Regions from separate parts of the Sus scrofa genome. Here regions 2, 3, 4, 5 and 6 are each linked to region 1. A link is a contact called in public HiChIP or PLAC-seq data. All regions are on one chromosome and are shown on one strand. Each heading gives the region's core, a stretch centred on a gene start, on an enhancer-like site or on the middle of the called end of the contact. The rest is flanking DNA. Distances are from core to core; before and after follow the strand shown. Region 1 overlaps LOC110259878 (a long non-coding RNA gene). Region 2 has its middle 640 kb from the start of QKI. Region 3 has its middle 570 kb from the start of QKI. Region 4 has its middle 510 kb from the start of QKI. Region 5 has its middle 490 kb from the start of QKI. Region 6 has its middle 450 kb from the start of QKI.

The links. HiChIP or PLAC-seq counts read pairs in DNA pulled down with a chosen protein or histone mark.
Region 2: an H3K27ac HiChIP or PLAC-seq map of skeletal muscle shows a contact between it and region 1. The contact joins two enhancer-like sites. A contact is called at or near these places in 8 of 47 Hi-C or Micro-C datasets (brain, fetal heart ventricle, heart right ventricle and 4 more) and 2 of 2 datasets of contacts at active chromatin or transcription factors (alveolar macrophages and skeletal muscle).
Region 3: an H3K27ac HiChIP or PLAC-seq map of skeletal muscle shows a contact between it and region 1, with 6 times the contacts expected there. The contact joins two enhancer-like sites. A contact is called at or near these places in 1 of 47 Hi-C or Micro-C datasets (heart right ventricle) and 2 of 2 datasets of contacts at active chromatin or transcription factors (alveolar macrophages and skeletal muscle).
Region 4: a contact with region 1 is called in an H3K27ac HiChIP or PLAC-seq map of skeletal muscle. The contact joins two enhancer-like sites. A contact is called at or near these places in 8 of 47 Hi-C or Micro-C datasets (embryonic fibroblasts, fetal heart ventricle, heart right ventricle and 5 more) and 2 of 2 datasets of contacts at active chromatin or transcription factors (alveolar macrophages and skeletal muscle).
Region 5: a contact with region 1 is called in an H3K27ac HiChIP or PLAC-seq map of skeletal muscle, with 2.2 times the contacts expected there. The contact joins two enhancer-like sites. A contact is called at or near these places in 5 of 47 Hi-C or Micro-C datasets (embryonic fibroblasts, heart right ventricle, retroperitoneal adipose tissue and 2 more) and 2 of 2 datasets of contacts at active chromatin or transcription factors (alveolar macrophages and skeletal muscle).
Region 6: a contact with region 1 is called in an H3K27ac HiChIP or PLAC-seq map of skeletal muscle. The contact joins two enhancer-like sites. A contact is called at or near these places in 2 of 47 Hi-C or Micro-C datasets (fetal heart ventricle and heart right ventricle) and 1 of 2 datasets of contacts at active chromatin or transcription factors (skeletal muscle).

The regions. Positions count from the first base shown.
Region 1 is chr1:4,948,298-4,951,913 of Sscrofa11.1, forward strand. It overlaps LOC110259878 (a long non-coding RNA gene), which reads left to right. Exons shown (of 2, transcript XR_002342280.1): 2 at 1,393-1,977. Among named protein-coding and RNA genes, the nearest start is that of QKI, 67 kb to the left of the region's middle. Within about 2 kb of position 1,599, at least 28 of the 83 cell types and tissues checked have an H3K27ac peak or open chromatin away from gene starts, as enhancers often do. A contact at or near this core is called in alveolar macrophages, liver, mesenteric adipose tissue and 3 more, where this site is marked.
Region 2 is chr1:4,245,812-4,249,427 of Sscrofa11.1, forward strand. No RefSeq gene overlaps it. Among named protein-coding and RNA genes, the nearest start is that of QKI, 640 kb to the right of the region's middle. Within about 2 kb of position 1,675, at least 38 of the 83 cell types and tissues checked have an H3K27ac peak or open chromatin away from gene starts, as enhancers often do. A contact at or near this core is called in alveolar macrophages, liver, mesenteric adipose tissue and 2 more, where this site is marked.
Region 3 is chr1:4,315,203-4,318,818 of Sscrofa11.1, forward strand. No RefSeq gene overlaps it. Among named protein-coding and RNA genes, the nearest start is that of QKI, 570 kb to the right of the region's middle. Within about 2 kb of position 2,034, at least 4 of the 83 cell types and tissues checked have an H3K27ac peak or open chromatin away from gene starts, as enhancers often do. A contact at or near this core is called in skeletal muscle, where this site is marked.
Region 4 is chr1:4,372,908-4,376,523 of Sscrofa11.1, forward strand. No RefSeq gene overlaps it. Among named protein-coding and RNA genes, the nearest start is that of QKI, 510 kb to the right of the region's middle. Within about 2 kb of position 1,589, at least 22 of the 83 cell types and tissues checked have an H3K27ac peak or open chromatin away from gene starts, as enhancers often do. A contact at or near this core is called in alveolar macrophages, liver, retroperitoneal adipose tissue and 2 more, where this site is marked.
Region 5 is chr1:4,390,262-4,393,877 of Sscrofa11.1, forward strand. No RefSeq gene overlaps it. Among named protein-coding and RNA genes, the nearest start is that of QKI, 490 kb to the right of the region's middle. Within about 2 kb of position 2,005, at least 3 of the 83 cell types and tissues checked have an H3K27ac peak or open chromatin away from gene starts, as enhancers often do. A contact at or near this core is called in skeletal muscle, where this site is marked.
Region 6 is chr1:4,427,300-4,430,915 of Sscrofa11.1, forward strand. No RefSeq gene overlaps it. Among named protein-coding and RNA genes, the nearest start is that of QKI, 450 kb to the right of the region's middle. Within about 2 kb of position 2,007, at least 6 of the 83 cell types and tissues checked have an H3K27ac peak or open chromatin away from gene starts, as enhancers often do. A contact at or near this core is called in skeletal muscle, where this site is marked.

The DNA.
Region 1 (3,616 bases), core at 349-2,848:
GGGCCCTGGGGCCCCGAGGTAGACCCGAGGACACCTGCTCTAATGTCACAATGCTGCTTCTGGTCGGGCTGCAGCTTTCCTCAGTGCCCGCTGGGCAGTGCCCCCTGCTCACCTGGGCTCTGTGGGAAGTGCAGGGGGTGTGAGCTTAGCCACCTCCAAGGGGAAGGGCGCAGGGTGCAGGGCAGAGGGGCTGGGGGCTTCAGCAAGGTCGGGGGAAGGCTCTGCCTGACCACCTGTAAAAGGACGGGACAGTCACTCCCTGAGGGGAGCAGCCCAGACAAGGACTGGGACAGGGACGGGACTCGGAGCGACACAGTTAGCTCAGAATGTGCTCTACTCTGAGGGCTGGCACGGGGGAGGGAGGGGAGGGCCTGTGCTGGCTTCGGTGGGCAGCGGAGGAGGCGGGGAGCCCAGGTGGGGGCCCTGGCTGGAGGGCCTGGTCCCTGCAGAGGGTGGTACCACGGGCACTGGGGAGGGGCCCTTGCCTCCCCCTCCTTTGCCTCTTCTCCCCGCCCCTTTCCTCTCTCGCTGGGGTCTCCCCTCCACGTGCCTCCCTCCCCTGCCGCTTCCCAGGCAGGTGACAGGGCCGCTGCCTTCACCCGCCCCCTGGAGGGACGCACAGAGGAGCTGGGAAGGGGGCCGCCTGCCGGACCAGCTTGAAGAGAAGCAGATGCAGCGCCTGGCTCGGGGGAGGTGGCCGAAGGACATGACCTTCCTCCCGGCCTTTCTTTTGGGAAAGGAAGTCTTCGGACGTTTGTAGCAACTGAATCAATCTTGTCACTTTGATAAGCAGGGTCCCGGTGCGGAGAAAGCTCCACACTTCCTCCGATTGTTCCAGTTTATTGAATTTCAGCGTGTGGGACATGATAGGCCCGTTCCTGGGGAGCGCGGGAGGAAGCGGGGGCGGCCGGGGCTTCCGCGGGGCGCCCGGGGAGCAGCGCGGCCCGGGTTATTCTTGGAAGTTATTTTGATCTCCTGGCCCCGACGGCTCAGGTTTCTGGCCGGGCCTCTGGGCCACGTAACGGGAGGATGAGGCGCTTCATTATAAGAATAGCCTCGGCGGCTCTTTGAGGGCACCGGGACCACGCTGGCTCAGCGGCGGGCCTCGGGGAGCAGTGAGGGCCGCTGCCGGAGGCTCCCGGGAGCGCAGCCTCTTCCCCGCGCTGCTGGGGAGCAGAGGTGACTCAAGAGGAGCCTGACTCATGAGCTCCCCGGACAGGAAGGCCGGGCAGGCAGTGTAACGAAGAAAGTTCTGGTCCAAGCTGTTTATAAAATGGAACCTCTTGCCCTTGAAATAGAAGCTCCTGAACCGGTGAGGGCGGGCGCCCCCCACCCGGGCCCCAGGCTTTGCTATTTTAACTTCTGCGTTTAAGTCCTTTCTTCTTATTATAGATGTTGCATCACCTCCCTTTGGCTGCAGCACTGAAGTACCACGACCGGGGTGCTTAAACAACACAATTTGCTTTCTCGGGGTGCTGCGCGCAGAAGTTGGAGACACGGTGCGGGCTGCGCTGCTTCCCGCTGAGGCCGCGCTCTCCCAGTCCCCCCCTGGCTTGTGAGATGACGGCTTCAATCTCCGCCTTCATCGGAGCTGGCATGCTCCGCGTGTGTTCACATTTCCCCTTTTTATGAGGACAGCAGGGATACCGGCTCAGGGCCAGGCTACTCCAGGATGACTCATCTTAACTGATTACATGGGCAAGGACCCTATTTCCCAATAAAGTCACAGTGAATTTTGGGGGGGAACACAATTCAACCCACAATAGATGGAGTGGTACATATGCATGGTGCAAATCTAGAAAATAGAAGCAAGCACAAAAGAAGAAGAAACCCTTTTATCACTGAGTGATCCTGGCTGTGAATATCTTAGAGGCCCGAAAAAAAAAATCTTAAAATTAGACAAAATGAGTGTATTGTTTCATATCTTTATTCAATGATCTCTACCTTTCTACTTCACTAAATTTCTTCTCATCAATAGTCTATGTTCAAAATGTGTGTTATTTACCGTAATTTTGTGCAAATCAATAACAAATCCATGGCCATTCGTTTTCACAGGTGGTCATGTTCCTTAAGTCTCTTTAATTCATAACTGTCCTTTTTTTAGGGTATCAACTTATTTTGGGCCAATTACACTGTGCGACACCTCACCTCCTGGATTTGTCCCATTGCTTCTTTGTGACATTGTTTAGTTCGTCCTTCTGTCCCCTGTGTTGCCTGTAAAGTGGGGCTGTAGAGCCTCTGACGAGGTCAAGCTAAGCATTTTTGGATAGAAAGCATTGAAGGCACTTCTAAGTGCCCCCCAGCAGAAGACATGGAACATCTGGTGCACCCAGGGCAGGCCTTGCCGGGCATGGGGATGGTGCCTTGAGGGGGGGTGTCCTGCATTGGGTGCGAAGTGACACTTGGTGATTGTGAATGCTCCTGGCAGCCCTGAGGTTTATGCTAGTTGAAGGTTTCTGATAGTTGAGACATGAACGCTCTCTTTTCTGGTGACAGCTGGCACTGGGAGAGGAAGTGTGGCAGGGCCTGCAGTGCCACCCGCATCAGGGCCCTTTGGAGACCTCACCAGTCTCAAGATTCTCAGTTCTAAGAAGTCCCGCCCTTGGGTTCCGACACTGAGTCCACTAATGTTTTCCCACCAGACCTGGGCCTCGTGACGGTCCACGCCCCACACTGCGGTGTTGCAGGACGTGGCTGGATCCCCGTCTCCCTCCCAGAACTTTTCCAGGAAGGACCATAGCCCTTTCTCTCCAGCATGCTACAGGGTTTTTGTTTTTGTTCCGCAAAGAGAAGCAGTTTACAGAGAAACACACAGACTTTATGTGTAAATTTGCTCATCTTTTGACGAATTCATACACTCGTATAACCCAAACCTCCATCAAGATACAGAAAATTCCCATCACCCGCAAAGTTCCTGCAGGCCCTTCCCAGTTAATCCCGGCGTGGCCAGAGCTGACCACAGTTTCCGCTTCTCCCACAGTGGATCACTTTGCCTGTTCTTCGTGTACACGGCATCTACAGCACCAAGATGGGCTTCCTCCTCGGCCTTGCAGGTGTCAGCACCTCACTGCCTCCTCCCTGCCGTGTTGTGCGATCACGCCGCACATTGCTCATCCAGTCTCCTGTGGAGGGACACGTGGGCCGTTTCCAGGTCTCAGCTGTTATCAATAAAGCTTCATGAATCATCACATACAAATAATTGTGTGCACTAATGTTTTCACGTCTCTTGGGTAAATATCCAAGAGTGAAATTAGCGGGTCAGTAAAAGAGGGCGTAGCATTTCCCTTCCTATCGATAGTGAAACGGAGTTCTGGTGTCGTCAGCCTATTTATTTTTTGCCATTCTGCTGGCTGCGTAGTGCTGTTTCAGTGTGGCTCTAATTTTTTTATTTTTCGGCTACATCTGAGGCGTACACAAGGTCCTGGGCCAGGGATCGAATACAAGCCACAGCTGCAACCTACGCCACAGCCACGGCAATGCTAGATCCTTATCTCTTCACACTGGGCCAGGGATGGAGCCCATGCCACTGCAGAGACGATGCCAGATCCTTAACCTGCTACGTCACAGTGGGAACTCCATTAACTGAATTTCTTGTCATCTTTCAGTGAAGATAATC
Region 2 (3,616 bases), core at 425-2,924, 700 kb before region 1:
ATTCATGTTTGAAAACAGAGACTTTAGCCTTTTATTGTACGTCTGCACATAATGACCATCAAGACGGATCTTACATCAGAGGGTCTCTGTCAAGAAGCCAGGACTGACTGGTTGTGCTTAGACAATGAACTCTTGTGTCTGGGATCACAGCCCAGCCCCACCCCCTCCTCACCTGGGACGAAGTCAAAGGTCATGAGTTCTCTGCACCTCCCTGGCTCCTGGGCTATGATAGGAACAATTGCACTAACCCTGACCTTGGAAGCTGATTATGAGGATTCAGTAAACTGGGGCCATGCTGGTGTGAGGTTCACTGGTTCAGAGACACTCCTTGTCGCCGATGCATCCACCAAGAAAGAAGAAGGTACATAGTCAGTCTCTACCCACGAGATCGTAATCACCTTTGGGAGATGATCATTGTTTGCAGAAAGACACAAGGCGCAGATTAGCATGAACTGCAAGCGCAGTGGATGTGAGAAGAGGAAGCACCTGCCAGGGCAGAGGCAGCAAGAGCTTCTGGTGAAGATGGGCAGAGGTGGGCGGGGAGAGGACGACCTGGACCTGCGAGGGGACCCTGATGCCGCCCACGGAAGCCAAACAGGAGGCACAGAGGAGGGAAAACTCAGGGCCTCCATGGTCGTTGGCGGGAGTGGTGTGGAGGGCCTTACACCAAAGGGTTTAGCAAAGCGGAGTAAGAAGGCACCTAAGAGAGGCAGGAATGGGAACTTCACAAAAGAGTCAGCCTTGGAACGGTCTCCAGAAGGCAACAAGGAAACAAAGCAAAAAGCTTTAAAGAACATTTCGTTTAATTTTGAGACAGATAAAAAGAAAAAAATAATAAGGATGAGAGGATAGAATCCCGAAGGCAAAAAGACCATTAAAGAGATATTTCAAATGTTCTGGTTTGAGAGAGTGAACGTGGACTGATAGGGGCTTCGGTACAAGGATGATAAAGATGGTGATAAAACATTTCCACCTTCTCTCCCTCTCCCATGCTCATCTTCAAACTAACGGCTAATACTTTTCACTCTAGGGGTTAGACGAAAACACAAAATTTGAGAAAACGTCAATGTTAGGAAAAAAATAGGAAAAGAAAAAAAGTCGGCTTAGAGCTCTTCCAACCACAAGAGGGCGCTCCCGGACCCAGGAGCAGAGCTGGGGGGGACTGAGCCCGGATCATTAACGGAACTAGCGGGAGGGCTGCCCAGAAGTCCGGTCTGAAAGGGGTTACCTGGGCAGTTACAACGTGGAGACAGCCTCTGGCCTTTACCTGTGCCCTGTGACATCCACATGATCAATCCTAAGACCCGGAAAGGCACTGAAGGCTTACAAACTTAAGTACTCCCACTCTCGGTAGCAAGTCAGGATTCAGCCTCTCCAGTAAGTGGCGGATGCCCCGCAGGCAAAGCAGGAATGTCCTGATGGATCCCCAAGATTGCAGCATAGGATGCTTTCCTCCTGGGAGCTCCACTCAGCAAGGGGATTCCGCCCTACGGCAGCTGGTGACACAGGTCCGGCCCGACCTCCATTGCCCGACGTGCCCAACCAACTGGGAGAGCGCCAGGGTGCCCAAGATAAAAATAGGATGTTGCCGTGGAGCGCTGGACAGGCTGGCAGATGACACAGGGCCTTGGGAGAGCCTGGAGCCCTGCCCAGAGGCCGTCCTCGCCCTCTGCCGGCCTCGACAAGGGGAGGGGAGTTGGAGCTTCACAGGGAGTCCTGCCAGGAAAGGGCCGCGAGGCAGGGGAAGGGTGGGGAAATCATTTTCCTGTGAGTCAAAGGACAACAGCTGTCACCACGGAGGGAGAAGAGGTGGAACACTGGGTCCAAGCCTTCTCTGGAGCAGTGGCAGCTGAGTCAAAACAAGCAGTCAGAAACATGAGGCCCTTAAAAATACAGTAATTCATGCTACATCAAAGCAGTGATTAGCACAGCTTCCTGGCTGTCTCTCTGTTTATTTATGGTACATTACACATTTTAATGCTATTTTCATAAGGTATTTCAGCTGCCACGGTGCCATATTTGGGAGACAAAAGTGCCTAAGAAGTGCTGCAATTATCGGGCACCCACCCCCAGCCATCCATGAGTCTGGTGTCAACCACAATGACCACTACTTCCCCAAAGGAGAAACAGAAGAGAGAGTGTCCCCATGCAGCCTGCAGGAAGACAGGATGGAAGAGGACGCGGGAGCTGGGAAGAGGGGAGGGCACAAAGGCCAAGTTCATCTTGATTCGTCTCTTGTGGGGAAAGAGGTCAACTTTGAAGTCTTCCTTGAGATACTTCTTTTATTAGGTCATAGGACCCAGTCATCTGTTGGGGATTGCTCACCCAACTCTGGAAGCCAACAGCCCTCTCCGCAAACCAGCTTTATTTTAAATACACTTGAGTTCATGCCAGTGTCCGGGTGGGAGCTGGGAAAAGTGAAAAGCTGCTGGAAATTTCCTCACTCCTCCCCGTGACTTTCTTTCTTTTAAAGAAGGGTGGGGCGAGCATGAGTCCACTTAGGGAACAGCTCCATTCACCTCATATCAAATAGACAAGAGGCATCCCTCCCGCAGGTAAATTTAATAACCGTTTCCTCCAAGTCTGACTTCTCCTTACGATCAACCCCCGAAAAATGCAAGTCGGTGAATGTGTGCCATGGAATATGTCATCTCGGTGTTCAGAGATAAAGCGGGGGGGACAAATAAGAGAAGGTCAGGACAGCGAAGGAAAAAGACTCAGCCCTCACTGGCCCTGGGTCGGGTAACTCAGGAGAGCCGACGGGCGCCTGAGCTGAACCTTCACAACCCACCACGTGGATGCCCAAGAGGCTGCTTTCCGACGGATGAAGGTTCAATGTCATGTCAAGACAGCACTGCATTCATTGTCGAAGTTTCTATTGAAAACTGATTCCTTTGCCGATGTTGTTAATGTTTATGAAATGCTGGAGACGGGCGAGCTTCCAAAAGCAATTCATAGCCGGTTTCCCTGATTTTATGTCTGAGGCCACTGTCCTGTGGCCCTTCCCTGGATTTATCTTTAGGGCCCTTGGATTTATCTGAGGACTGGTCTCCTCACAAAAGTTTCCAACACCAGTGCCAACAGTCTCGGGTGTTGGAACTGGGTGTCTAGGAACTGGCTTCAGCCTGAAACGCATCTCACACAGACCACTTAAGAGCCATCTCAAGATAACTCCGGTCAGAATTTAACCAGCCACCTACAAATAAAGCACATCCCATGACTCTACTCTGAAGGCATTTGATTCTCCAAAGCCTCTTATTTCCAACAGTTGCATCAGCTGTAAACATACACCACACACTGGTGTTTGGTGAGTCAGGCCTCAGCAAAGAGCAGTGTCTTTTTCTGTATTTCTAAAGTTAAATTAGTTTGACTTTGAAGCATAAACTCACCAAAACAAAAGCTCAGGGACGTGTAGGTTTTGGTTGCTCTCCTAATCCTAATAATAACAGCCAACATTTAATAAGTGTCAGGCACGGCCTGTTCTAAGCAGCATCCAAGTGGGGTTTCAGTTAAGCCTCACAGCGCTCTCAGGTAGGAACATTGAGCCGAGAGACAGTGGCCCAGTAATTTGCTGAAGACCGTGTGGCAGTAAACAGGGGAGCCAGAAGCTGAGCCC
Region 3 (3,616 bases), core at 784-3,283, 630 kb before region 1:
TTTGTAAATCTGCTTTGCCATAGTCCCCAGAGCAATTAAATAAAACAAATCTTAGCTGGTTTAATCACAGCTGAAAGTATGTTCATTTGGGACCAAGAAAGCACGTGAGCGATGGTGCCGTATGTTCGCACTCTCTGCACGTCGTGGGTCTAACAGTTACATTTCCAACGTTAGCTGTCAGGTGGAACCAAGCTCCTCATACACGTTTTTAACAACCCTGCTTCTTCCGGGTGCTGTGCCAGCTCCTCCCTCCTGTGGCTCCGTAAGATTTGGCCCGATGTGTTGTATGTACATCGTCGCCACTCGATAAAGAGCTATAATGAGGCTTTCCTCGATCACGCGTGTAGGGACGGGGGAAGGGACCTTCCTGCACACCTGCACCATTAGCTGCTCACTGGCTGGGGCCACGCTAATCTCAGAGTGAGACCAACAAGGCTGGCTTTCTCCCTCTATCTTTGGAGCCAGGCAGGCCCCCTCCCTTCTGAGACAGTCAGCGGCTTGTCCCCCACCTGTTCCGCAGCTTCAGGCCTCTACTCTGCCCAGGGAGGCGAGGGAGGGAGGGAGGGGAGTGGGGATTCTGAGCCAAGGTCGCCTCCAAGGGTAGATTGGGCTCCACGTGCATGGACGTGAAAATCCGACGATGTACAATCGGGTTCTGCCCTCACCTCCTCCGCCAAAGGAGCACAGCGCACCTCTCCCGCAGATGGGCTGGGCTTTAATGAGACACTGGCGTCAGAATGCCTGCCTCTACACACAGGTGTTTGACCTCGCAAACATGGGAGTGTCCTGCCTCAGTAAACAGAATCTTCTACCCCATAGTCATGAGTTAGAAACTCGCATTTCGAAAGGAGGGTCTTCCAAATAGGAGAGGATAATGTAAGGGCAGGACAAACAAGATCATGAAATCATCCAGGTCTGCTCTGGTTTCACCAGCCCTCATAAATATTGTCTACAGTGTTTCTCAGGCAATAAGAAACCCGCTAAACACAGAGCTAAAACTGAGATGCAAGCCTCTTTCATGAAGGCAGAGTCAACCCAATATGACAAGTAGTTCTTAAAACGTTATTGAGTCCCTATCATATGATTTTTCTACTCAGTCTGTTCATAACTAATATATCCCCAATTTAACACTTCTGTCTTGCCAGATAATTTAAGCATTCGCACTACTAAATGCATCTTAATTTGCCCTCTTTCCCACTAGCAATTAAAATGTGGCTATGGATGTAGTGTTTCCCCACAATGAAGTTGAACCTGAAGAAGAAAGGTCTTTCTTCTCACACCATAACCACTTTCACTGATGAATTTCATCAGCTATGTAGGCAACTGCATAATTTGCAAAAAAGAGTATGTTTTTGGAAATAGAGGTTCTTCCCCTAAAGCTCTATTTCCCAAATTCCTGGACACTTTTGTCAGCCTATTTTTTCCCCCACAAACTGACTCAGTATAAGATTTAATATGGTTCATTCCTTTCATTCACTCATCACCCATTCACCTATTCATTCATTCACTCATTCAACCAATATTGAGTATGGATTTATAGGCAGGCTCTCAGGGAGTGCTGGCATCAGAGAAACAGGATCTGACTCCTATGGAGTTGACAGTCTGTGGCTCCATGTTGTCAGTGGGGAGATTTCAGAGGCCACCAGGTGACTCTGGTAGCCTGTCAGGGAGATGGCAGAGCAGACCTGCAGAGCACACACACTAGGAAGCTAGAGCGATGTTCAAGCAGGAGTTCCACCACGGCCTTGGGAACTCTGGACATTATTTTACCCTCTGATCCTTACTTACCTGGTGGATAATTATAGAACCTTCATAGGGTTGAGGGGAAGAGAAATGAAATAATACAAGTGAAGCCACCAGCACCAAGCATGTATGCTCAATACATGTTAGCTACTATTATTTTGTCTAGATTTTTTTTTTTCAGCTGATGACTTGATTTTTTTTTTTTAGACCCAGTACTGGGATGACAAACTGCCAGCCTCCAGCCAGCTGCCACTGCTCATAGCAGGCATACATGCCACACTTCTTCGATGCTATAACACTGATTAAAAATAGATTTTCATTCCCCTGGACAGGACAAAGCTAAATCTGTGCACCTGTGCTTTCCCATTTCACTAGGTAAACCCTGTCAGCTACCTGACAATATGCCCTTCAAAAAAGTTTTAGTCCCTTCGTGGGCTCACCCAGGTCTGAATGACCAAAGGAATGCAGAATCATTCCCCCTGGAGCAGGGAACCTTGCTCATTAGGCTAAAGTTATGAAATCACATTTACCACGATTGTCATAAACCTATTTTATTAGTTCTAAGAAATCAATTGCAATTTTTTAAAAGCCTCCGAAGAAAGACAAGAGAGCTGCCTGGTATCCAAGGTTTTCCTAATACAAACTCTTTGGGGTCAGGGAGGGGAGGGGTGTGGTGGGGTGGAATAGGGTAGGGTGGGGTGGGGTGGAGCTGGGGCACTTTTGGCTCAGACCGAAGGCATTCCAGCCCTGCCCCAGGCTCTCGGACACTGGGTTCTTTCTTCTAAAATTAGACCGTCCTTGGCATTTCTGGGCATTAATGCCCTGCACTGTGTCTCTTGCCTGTGAATTCTGGGTGTGTTTATCTTAACTCACGGAGACAATTTAAAAATCTTAACTTGTAATAGCGTTGTCAGATTCAGCCTAACGATTAGCGGTAGGGAAATATTTCAATGATATTTCTATGGTTCATTAGGAGCCAAATATTCCAAACTTTCCAACTGGATTCCAAACGCCCTGAGAAGGAATAGAGCCTTTTTCAACTTTTGACCCCACAGAAACGTGCATGCCACCTGGGAATACACCATAATGAATGGCTGAACAGAAAAACGCACGGCAAATCCATCCGCCCCTGGTCCTCACTGCTCCCCAGGCCGCAGTAGAACCGTATGCTGATGCCTGGGTACACTCTGAACAGCTGCCGGCGGATACTCTGAACTGGGGACTCGGGAGCTTGTGGGGAAGCAAGACAGGCCACGTGGGTCCCTTCAGAGCTAATCCCTAATCTCGGGATGTATGGATAACGGAGTAGGAGGCAGGCTGGACCTTCAGGCCCAGGAAGACGCCCCCAGGCTCTTGCCTTTTCCATCGCCCTTTCCTTCTTCCCCACACTCCTCCCCTCCTCTGGCCAGGCCCCGCCCCTTCCCCAAAGCCCCTCCTCTCTGTCCTCCACGCCCCTCCCTTCCCTCGCCACGCCCCTCCCTTCCCTCGCCACGCCCCTCCCTTCCCTCGCCACGCCCCTCCCTTCCCTCGCCACGCCCCTAAAAGTGAATTGTCTCCTTCACAGCCTCTAAGGAACCAGAAATACAGATATTTCCATCCTCCATCTTCTCCTTTTCCTCTCCCTTTCTCTCAGAAACCCCTTCTAATCCCGCACATTAAACTTCCACATTAATGGCATGACTAATGGCACCAGTTCTGGTGGTAGACTGCTCTACCACATTTTAAGGTCGAACCAAGGGCAAGTTATTTCAACTCTCTGTCTCAGTTGTTTAATCGTTGGTCTAGGCATAATCACTGTAAATCAACGATCTTTTAATTTAAAAAATTAAACTAGCGATAATCACAGGTCCTCTTTACACGGGGCCATTGTGTG
Region 4 (3,616 bases), core at 339-2,838, 580 kb before region 1:
AAATGCAGTGTGGCATGACCTTGATTTCTTAGCACCTGACCTTAATATCTAATCAGCTGTACGTCTCAGGGAAGCCATCCAGAGATGTCACCTAGCCACCCCCCTCCCCGCAGCCCGTGATTCAAAGGAAGTTTGCTTCCTCTCCTCTTGGAGAGCCCCTGCCCTTCCAATCTGTGTGCTGGGTCCTTCAGGGGTTACAGGTGCTACTTTACAATCTTGGATGCCCTTTCGGTAGAAAATAATTTGGAAGCCTTTAGGTCAGTCGTAAAAAATGATCTGATTCATTCTGAGACTTCTGCGGGGGAGCCTCGATTTGGGTCTAGAAAAACATTAACCACTCATGGCTGCTGTAGTTTTTAGAAAACACAAACCCTCCCCCCTCTGCAACAGCCGGTTTGAAAGTCATACAATCCAAAGTAGTGAACACACACACACATAATACACACTCATGCATAATACACACACACATGCACAAACAGGAATAACACACGCACACACACACACGCATGTGCACACACATACATATATACACACACACATGCAGGCACATAGGAACTCTGTGTTATTTTTAAAGATTTTTTTTAAGAAGCTTCTTGAGTGTGGCTTAGTGGCCCCACACCAAGTGAAGTCTTAAAATTCTGGAATGATATAAAGAGATGCCAGTTATTAAAGTGCCGTTATATTAAAAGGGACATAAAAGGGCCAGAATTTTTTCTCTCTCGCAACTTAGGAATCGAATTTGCTTCGTTGGCAGAGCAATAGACTTTTTGCCAGCCTGGCGGGCTCAACCTAGAACCTGGAAATCAAGCTGTTTTCTCTCTGGTTCTGACACTGTCACCAGGAATAAGTGTTCCGCCATCACGACGCCGCCACCCCGCATCTCAGACCCAGCAAGAGGAGCCCTGATGACTCTTTTCCTGTCACTATTTGGTTGATTCACACAGTTGGCTGCAATCACGCAGAACCCTGGTGGATTAATTCTTGAGGAAGCTCATGTTCTATACAGTAAGTTGTAATGTTGGCTCTGAACTTGAGACAGCAAAACAAGGGGAGAGCCAAGACCTGTCAGCTTTTCTCACCTGCCAGTCTCCCCATAAAACTGGGCTTGGGGCTGGTTGGGGAGCAGGGGGGCTCCATGGGAAACGGCCCTGCTGGCAAAGGAGCCCCTGGACAGGAGTCTCTCCTCTACCCGAATCGCGAGTCCCCAGGCCACACAGCTCTGTCCAGGGATTTGTGTTTCTGCTGCTGTCCTTTGTTGTCAGGTCCCAGAGGGGAGATGGGGCTGCAATCCTTCCTGTGACAGAGGCCCTGATCCCCTGCCCTGTGGAAGACACCCCTGCCGAAGGGGAGACCCTGGGCTCCTGTGGCCGACCTCCCAAAAGAGCATCCCAGGGCTGAGCAGGGCTTCTGGAAGCTGCGGGACTCCCAGCCCCAGGCCCTGTGCCATGGGCCCCGTGCACAGGGCACCTTAAGCTGTTACCCACTGTGCTCCCCCAGCACCCCCCCTCCCATGCTCTGGCAGCTCTGAAAACCCTGGATCAGGTTTCCATCTGCCCTGACCTTGGCCTCCCTGCACAGCTCACACGTCAGGCTCCACGGAGGAAGTGACCTTGGAGGCCAGAGAGTGTCGACATGCAGCCCTGAACGCTGAGTGTCAGCTGGGGAAGAAACGCGCAAGCGACCAGCTAGGCCTGGGCATCATGGCTTTGCAGGAACTTCCTGATGTTTCTTGGAACTTATATCATCTGCTCTGCTCCCGGAGTCTGGGAACCCTGGTCCATTCCCCTTACCAACAAAAGGACTCCTGGTGCTTGCCGTCTGCTTGCAGTGCTGAGGCCACGTTCCAAGAGCTTCTGCACGCTTGCGTGCGACTTGAGCCTTGGTTTTTAGCTGTGTTTGCCCTCCCTCCTTCCTGACTTTCACAGCCCCCCTCCTCACATTTTCCCTGTAAACCTAAGCCCCCTCCCTGGTGATAAAGCAAAGATAGCTGGATGATCTCTGACCTGTTGAAATCTTAGATTTCCCGTTGAAATCTTTCCCTTGTGGCTCAGCGGGGAAACAAAACCCACCAGTATCCATGGGGATGCAGGTTCAATCCCCGGTCTCACTCAGTGGGCTGAGGATCTGGCCACAACCTGCGCTCTAGGTGGCAGGTGAGACTATAGAAGTGACCAGCAGCTGCAGTTCTGATTGGACCCTTAGCCTGGCAACTTCCATATGCTGCATGTGCGGCTCTGGAACAAAAAATAATTCCCCATGACTTCTTTCTTGCTTCCTTTTTTTTACGGCCACAACTACTGCATATGGAAGTTTCCAGGCTTGGGGTAGAATCAGAGCTACATCTGCTGGCCTACCCCACAGCCACAGCAATGTGGCATCTGAACCACATCTGCGACCTACACCACAGCTCACAGCAACACCAGATCCTCAACCCACTGAGCAAGGCCAGGGATTGAACCCAAGTCTTCATGGATACTAGTCAGGGCCATTAACACTGAGCCACCACAGTGGCTCTTTCCCGTTAAAATCTTAGTGAGGAATTTTTACGTGTTAGAGGCAGGTCTTCAGAACTCTTCTAAGTATGATGAGGCCTCCAGATCTGAGGGAAACAGCTCTGCCACCACTGCCAGGGCCCTCTCCACCCACCAGCCTCAGACCCACACCAGGCCAGCGCCCTGTGAGTGCCACTATCCGGGGAGGCCCAGTGTGGAGTCTCAGGCCAGATAAGACTGGGGAGGAGAGCAAAACCAGTGCCCTACCCAAGCCCAGATGCTCACACACAGCATCTCTTCTCCAGGCAGAGACGATACACCCAGGAGAGCAGCCAAACCTGTCCTCAGAGGCTGAGGATGCATAGCAGGCTCCAGCACCTTCTTCCAGGAGTGAGACAGAGAACTAGGCAGGACATTATCAAAGGGGGGGGGAACCTCCCAAATAAAAGTTGAACTTCAGGCTAAAATGTCCAATTGCAGATGGAAGATTGCAGGACCCACTGGAGCAGACAGGAGCGGTGCCCCTCCTGGAGAAAATCAGGTGGGGAGACGGCCCACCCCATGTGCTAGAGTGGTGGTGACTGGATCGGCGTGTCAGTGTCCATTCCTGGAGGACCATGCATGCGGAGCCCTAAACAACCCCAGGGAGCTCGCTGTCCTGCTCTGACTTTGTATTAATCTCTGGCTCTGGCTGGTCCCAGGGTGTCACAGGCACTATAATTAGATTTTGGAAACGTGTCGGGGAAAAGGAAATGGTGTCATTAAGGTGACCTATCAGACGCCAGCCTCTTCCTCTAGAAAGAAGCCAAGTGCACAGCATGTGGGTTCACACACGGCCCTTCAAGGGCAGAGGTGTCAGGGCGGTGACTGCAAGATTGCAAAGCCCATCTGTAAGGGAGCCTATTTTCCACATCAAAATCAATCCGGCAAGGCTGTTAGCTGAAAGTGCCATCTGGAGGCGTGCGGGCAACTTTTGGGTGAAGGGCAGAGCACTCAGAAACTTGACTTCCACTTGGGCTGCCCAATCCCATCTTCGGAGGCAGAGCTAGGAGTTGACACAGAAAGGAAAATTCACTATAAACTTGAACTGGAGGATCTCACCTGAATAATCAAGCCAACAGGTG
Region 5 (3,616 bases), core at 755-3,254, 560 kb before region 1:
AGAGTTTATAGTGGCCTTTCTCCGTATTAAGTCACTCTCCTGTGTTCGTTTTCCTTCTTTCCATTCTCACATTTTCATTGCACTTTTGGTGAATTACTCCCTCATTTCCTTTGTATTTCCACTCCTCTCACAGTTACTGTGTCTCTTTCTGGGGTCTCTTTCCCTTCCTCTCCCCGCAGCCTCCTTCCTCTCTTTCTCTTCCTTCGCACTCATCTTCTCCCAGGCAACGCAGGCGCAGTGGTTGCCTCCCTACTTTTAGAGGCCCATGAAATGTGTTTCTTTCTTTTAGAACCAGAAGAGAAAGGGAATCTTTAAAGAAGCAAGATTAACCAAGCCATCCTTACATAGACAGAGTCATGCAGTAGACTTCTTAGTGATTATGTCTGTGGAAGAACACATAGTCTCCAGGGCCCGTGAAAGTCATCCTGAGGCCCTTCTCCTCCTCTCCTGAAATTTATTAGCACTTTAGCTTTACTTTTTTTTCTTTGGCCACACCCATGGCACGTGGAACTTCCTGGGCCAAGGGTTAAACCCACGAACATCCGTGACTCAAGCTGCTTTATCCTTACCACACTGGATAAACTGGATCCTTGACCCACTGCACCACAAAGGGACCCCTGGCTTTACTTATCTAGTAAACTCCACTTCACCATTTCTCAAAGTTTTCCCAACAACGAAGTCAGCAGCTGACTTTTCCAGCAGCTCCCATGGCACTTTGAACACGTAGATCCATTACTGCCATCACTACCCTAACAGCCACTATCTTTTGAGGAGCCTCTGTGGACTTCGCGCACTTCCCATCCTGAACCTATGAACCTTCTGCAGGGGATGAATCAGTGTTTCCTACACTACCTAACCAGCCACTGGATCGGGAAATCATTGGTGACTTACCCTGCACCTACATGTTACTTCTCATTCACGAAAATGTACTCACACCACCCACCCACCATCCAAGCAGGGCAGGAGGCCCCCAGAGATGGAGGTCGGTCATGGCCAGGTCAGAAATGAGGGGTAGGTGCTGAACCAGTCAGCAGAGCTGCTCCCTGGTGGAGACGCAGTAAGATGCCCAGGATCAGCTCATGGCTCTGGATGAGGCAGCTGAAATTGTGAAGATGTGGGTGGATTAGGCCTGCGGATCCCACATACCTGTTGGTGAACAGACACTTCCTTCCACTGCCAGATTCGGAGTCACTAGTAGCACTAAACGACTATCTAGTCACACCCATAACAAGCCAGTGGATTATCCACCATCACGAACGTCTGGCTGGGGGGTGGGGGGGGAGCAGAAGTCCCAGAGGGAAAAAAGGCCCCGAATCACACGGTCATTGCAAGACCTCAGTGTTTATGCAAGTAGACGGAGGGATGTTTACAGACGAAGGGAAGAAACGGAGCAAAGGCAGGAGACTGCGGGTCCCCATTCCCCACACAGCCGATGTGTATGCAAAGCCCCCTTTTCAGGGCTGGAATCATATTCTTAGTGTCTCATTATTGCAGCCGGACACGGTGTAAAACACCCCAGGTTCCTCTGGGTTGGATAACACACAAAGTGTGCATGACATTACTGCTGAAAAGAACTAAATCAGGAGGTAGAATCTCAAACTCCAGCAAATGTCTTGGTAGGTGGGTGATTCGAAACCTTCCAGGGAAGAACCGGGCCTTGGCTCGATCGGGACCCATGTGAGTTTGCGTCTGTGGGAGAAAACAGTGGCGCCTGAAAACATTCGACTTGGAAAAAAAAAGAAACTGCTGTTTTCCCTCTAGAACTTTCAGTTCTCCTGGTGCCTTTTGTTGCTGTAAAATTACATTCATTAGCAAAACCCCTAGGCAAGCAGCCTGGGCTGAGCGGCAGCTGGAAAGGATATGCTGCAGCACGAGACTCAAAGGGATCGAACGTGTGGCACGACCCCACGGCCTCAAAAAGCCGAGGGGCTCCGCAGCCCCACCAGCCGGGCCTGCACCTCGGGGGGTGTCCCTGCGGCCCCACCGCCGACTCTGGCGGGCCAGGCCGACCGGACTCCCTCTCAGCCCTGTCCATTCACTCCAACTCTGCCACCCAGAGTGTGACGCTGCCCGGACAAGCTTGAGGTCAAAATCGGAACAAGTGAAAGTAAATGAAGAGCCTGGCCTTGCTCTTCTACCTACAGAAGACCCAAAGGACCGACCGTGGGGCTCTTCCCTTTATTTGGCAAACTCCCAACTCGGAGCCCTTGGGTGGGAGAAGCAAAGGGAGGTGGAACAGGAAGTACTGGCCCCACCCCCGGGCGCTTTCCTAGGGGACACCTGGGGAAGGGGACCGTGTGGCTCACAGGCACCCAGGGACAGAATCCATCCCATCCTTGGTCCAGAGCTGGACCACCACCAGCGGCCCGCCCAGCCCTGTCCTTCTTCAGGGTTGACGCCGCATAGGCTGGTCCACCTCACCTGGTTGGAAAAGACGGGTTTGACTTGTTCTGCTCTCTCACCTCTTCCAGCGACACACACGCCCACGGCCGGTCCAAGCCCTAGAGAGCCTCATCCAGGCCCCAGGAGGACTCAGAAATGACCTGCAGCTTAAATGTAAACGAACGTTGACCCAGTGCCCCCAGGGTGTCTTTTAATTAGGCTGAAGATTTCAATTTTGAGGTTGAGCTTTTAAATTTTGTGGGCTGGACAAAGAAAAAGGCGTGTCTGGGAGAATTAACACAAAAGCGTCATCACTGACAGCGCATTGGAAGATGTCATCAAATGATGAGTGTTTCCTTTTCTCTCAGGTGTGTTTTCAAAACTTTCTAAGGTCACTTTTTATGACCAGCCTAGAAATAAAAAACTTGCCTGTGCAATGTAATTCTTAAGATAAATATTTTATTTTTATTATTATTATTATTATTATTGCTTAGCTCTGAGCAAGAAATCTCCCATGAATTTTTGAACGTAATAATACGTATGTAATAACCAAAACACTCTTCTGTTACACAAACCTAAACCATATGAAGAGAAGATACCTTGCTCTGCAACAGAAACACGAGACTTTTTCCAACCCATCAGGATATGAGTAAGAAAATTTGGGACTACATTCTTCATATTTACCAAGAAATGAAATTGACACGCTAGCGGTAACTAGTATGAGACATCTTGTCCCTCAGGACAGAACCTGCTTCATCTGTGTCTCCTGGTCTCTCACTGATGGCTCCTGGCAGGATGCCCTACACGTAACAAGTATTCACTGAAGATGACAATTTGTATCTGCCCTCGAGACTGAGACAAGATCCCTGCCTGGCTGATATTACTGGCCTTGTGCCACACAGACCACAAATGCAAGCAGCAGGTGGCTTTGGGTGGCAATAAAATGAATTGTGTGAGGCCGCCAGTTGGGAAACCGTGGCAGAGCCCCTCTCCTTCCCAAACTGCGCCCACCTGTGAGCAACGAAGGAAGGCAGGCTCCCCAGAAGATCTGACACCTGACAAACCTGCACTTCAATCGGCTGGGGTGTCTAATTAGAATCCCAGAGGCAAAGGACTTTCAAACAAAACATTTCACAATGCAAAGATGCAACTCTACCCCCTTATATGTTTAAACTATTTCACTGGGGAGAAGGTGTAAAAGGAATTTTCATAAGGGCATTTAGTCTCTGATTCT
Region 6 (3,616 bases), core at 757-3,256, 520 kb before region 1:
TATTTGAGACATTTCGGCTCTATAGACAAAATAACTAGTTTTATCTTAAATTTGAAATGGATTTTGTCTTATTAATGTGAAGTCAAAATTACTTTTTAAGGTTTTAAATTATCGTTTGCACCCCTGATCAAAAAAAATGATTTCTGTAAGTGAGCACAATGCTTGAAATATTGTTTGCTTGTGGCATGTTTTTGGCCACACATGGTATTTCTATTCAGACTTGCATTTTTTGGTACTAGCCCGTCCAGACTTCCTCAGTGCTCTCATACTTCAGTACTGTTTTATGGCAAGCAGCATTTTCATGCTCTGTTGTATAGTACTAGTAACTTTTTTACCTCAACAACGAAATAACCCATTTTACTATGTTTCTCCTGCCTGGCGAATAGCTATTTATTTCTTAATAAAATATTATAGTGTGTTCTCTCTGAGATTATTTAAGACTCAGGTGAGACACAGAACAATAAAATAAAGCCTTAAAAACTCTATTCTCAGGATTTCAGTAGCTGAATTAGATAAAATGACTCTTCTCTTTAAATCTTCAACATAATTTTTTCCTAACATGTGGTTTCATATTTTTCAAGGGACTGTGCCTCACATATATTGTCACGATGTAAAAGGAAATAGTCAACATACTTGGAAATGACGTTCCTTAGGCTATAAAAAGCGAATTAGAAATACTTGCAGACCAAAAAAGAAAGAGAGTGCTCTGAAGGTAAATAAAAATATTAACAATATTCAATTTAACTCAATAAACATTTATTGAGAGCCTACAGTGTTCCGGGGGTTATGTTGGTTTAGTTATTAAAAGACATTTTACAACTGGTATTTGTTTCAATACAGCATGATTTTATACACGTCTTTTTAAATCTTATCCAAGCAGACTAATGAAAACACTAGCAAGATTCAAAAGAAGATCTCAAGAAGAAAGTAGGCAATTGCCAGCTAATAATTTCACAAATTGAAGACATGAAACTTGGCTGTTTGAAATACCATCCATAAGCTACAGATTTAATTCAGAGGTCTTCACCTATGAGCCAGGAGCGGGCAGTAGCATTGGCTTGGATAAATGAGCTGTTGGCATTTTTTTGCCATCTTTTGTTTTTTAATTTTTCATTTTCTTCCCAAATCCCAGGGTCATGCCCCCTGGTGATTCATGTAATTAAACAACTGCAACAAAAAGCTGAAGAAGAAAGTGAGGAATCAAAGTTTCAGGCAGATAACAAAAGAAAAAATTACTACCTACAGCAGAACGGTTAAATGCTAGGGTTGAGCATGAGACTGATGGGTGGAAATCCGTTCAGTTAAGAAGATTTTGCAGAGTGTGAGGTGTACAGCCGGCCCCAAAGGCCATGTGAAGGTTGCCTCAGAACACGATGAGGGTCTGGGGTGGGGGAGGGGATCCATCACCTTCACCAGGAAGACTCCATCAGGCGACTCTCCCACCCAGAATAACCGTTTATCTTGTTAGTGCATAAGATACATTGCATATTGCCCAGCCTCAGTGTATTCCTTAAACATTTGAATCCAAAGGGTAATTGTTTTATTGGCCTTTTGATAGCCCATTTTGGGGTCACTCAGCCTAAGTGACAGCTGAGCGAGCACATAAAAGGAACAGCTGACTCAGGTGCTTGGGGGATCAGAGCAGATTTCTGAAAACAAGTAAATTTAAGAAGAAAAGGAAGAAATGAGCAGGAATTACATACACCAGAGGAGGAGAGACTATTTCAGGCAAAGGGAAAATGGGAGGAAGCATGCCCTATTCAAGATGAAAAACAAAAATTCATTGTGCCTGGGGCTCTAAGGGAGGAGATAGAAGAATAAACTGGGGTAGGACTTGCAGGCAGAGTAAGTGCTGTCCGACACTTTGGGGCAGGAGGGACAGGAACAACAGAACGGCCTTCGTCTGACCAGATCTGCACTTTAAAAGACCTCTCTGACTGCAATGTCGAGTATGTTATGAAACGTCAAGGCCAGATATAGCACAGCAGTTACAGGGTCACAAATGAGGAAACTTTCCATAATCTCTCTGAGGCATGAGGCTGGCAAGGACTGGGAATAACAGCAGTGGAGAGGGAGGAGGGAGCTAGGAGGAATTTGCACGTCAGCCACACAGGCTCGGCAAGTGAGGGAGGGAAAGAGTGACAGCAGAGGCCATGACCAGGACACATGGCAAAAAGCACATCCACGCGCTGACCGCAGGAGGAGGACCAGGTTGATGTGGAAGAGAGGCTGGAGCTTGGGCTTGCGGTCAAGTAGGAAACACACACAAAAGTAACAAAAGAGTAAATGACGAGGGTCACTGGTAGGGTGTGGTGAGTGGGACTCACTGTAAAGCAGAGATACCCGGCATCAGTCAGAGCTGGAAGCCAGGCATTGTCATTCAGAAAGAAGCAAACTCAAGAGCAGATGGTGTCGTCACTGAGGGACCGGGGAGAACAGCTCAAGAAGGGGTCCTAAGGCAAAGGACAAAGAATCCATCAAAGGAACTAGCGGAAGGCGAGAAAGTAAGGACATTGTGTCAAGGCCCCCCCAAAAGAAGAGGCTTTCCAGAGGAGTAAGGATGAATAGCTCTGGTTCCTGCGCACACGTCTTGGGAATCAGGCACACCCCTCAGTCCTTCCTCCAAGGCACTGGTGCAAATGCCAACAACAAATGACCAAGAACAAACCCTGGTCCCAACCTTTCAGTTTGTTCATCACTGAGGCACCAGATGGAAACTGCCAGAAGCCATCCCCAACCTTCACTTCTTTATATGCCCACAAGGTTTTCATGTGCATTTGCTAAATTCCCTGGAAAGATCTAGCAGCACGGTACTTCTCTCATTTCTCAGACTGGCCTGTACTTCTAGTACACTGCCACCTGTTCAAAGATGAAGGAGGCAAATTTGACATGACCTATTTCTTTGATCCCACCGTGGATTCAGGTAGGACCTTCTCTGGCCAACTGGAAGCCTGGGAATCATTTTACCATGGGTGTCACTAGACTCCCCAAACATGCCCAGCCCACAGTTCTCTAAACCCCATCAGCACCAGAGGATGAGGCACAAGTTGGTGCCTGCAGAGGGTTTAGGACTTCTCCCTTTATGGTACACACATCAACCAAGACTTGTGTGGCAGGAAGCATGGACTTTAAAGCCAGAGGTGAGTTGAAATCCTGGCCCTGCCTTTAAGTGTCACCCAGAGTGAGCTGTGGCTCATTGGAACATTTTCTCATTCATTGCATGAAGATAAAACTCTCCTGGAGTTGCAATGAGGACTAGGTGATGTCATGTGCACAGGGCTTCCCACATTGCTAGCACAGAACAGGCACTGAAAAAACACCAACTTTCCCTTGACCGTGGCCCCTTGAAACAAACCTAGATTTCTCTATGGTCCTAGATCCTAAAGGAAAGAGGTGTTTCTCCCTGGTTCTATCAATCTCACATTCTTGTTACCAAGATCAAACTCATGTACTTATACAAAATGCACCGAGTTGAGAAGGACCACTGATGAGGTCCACAGTTGCAAAAAGAAAAGAACAGACATTTTACTATCAGGAAATAAAAGGAGGATGATGATGGCAGCAAACAAGGGATAAAGGACAAGGTTGATATTTTTCATAAAGGGAAACAGAATTC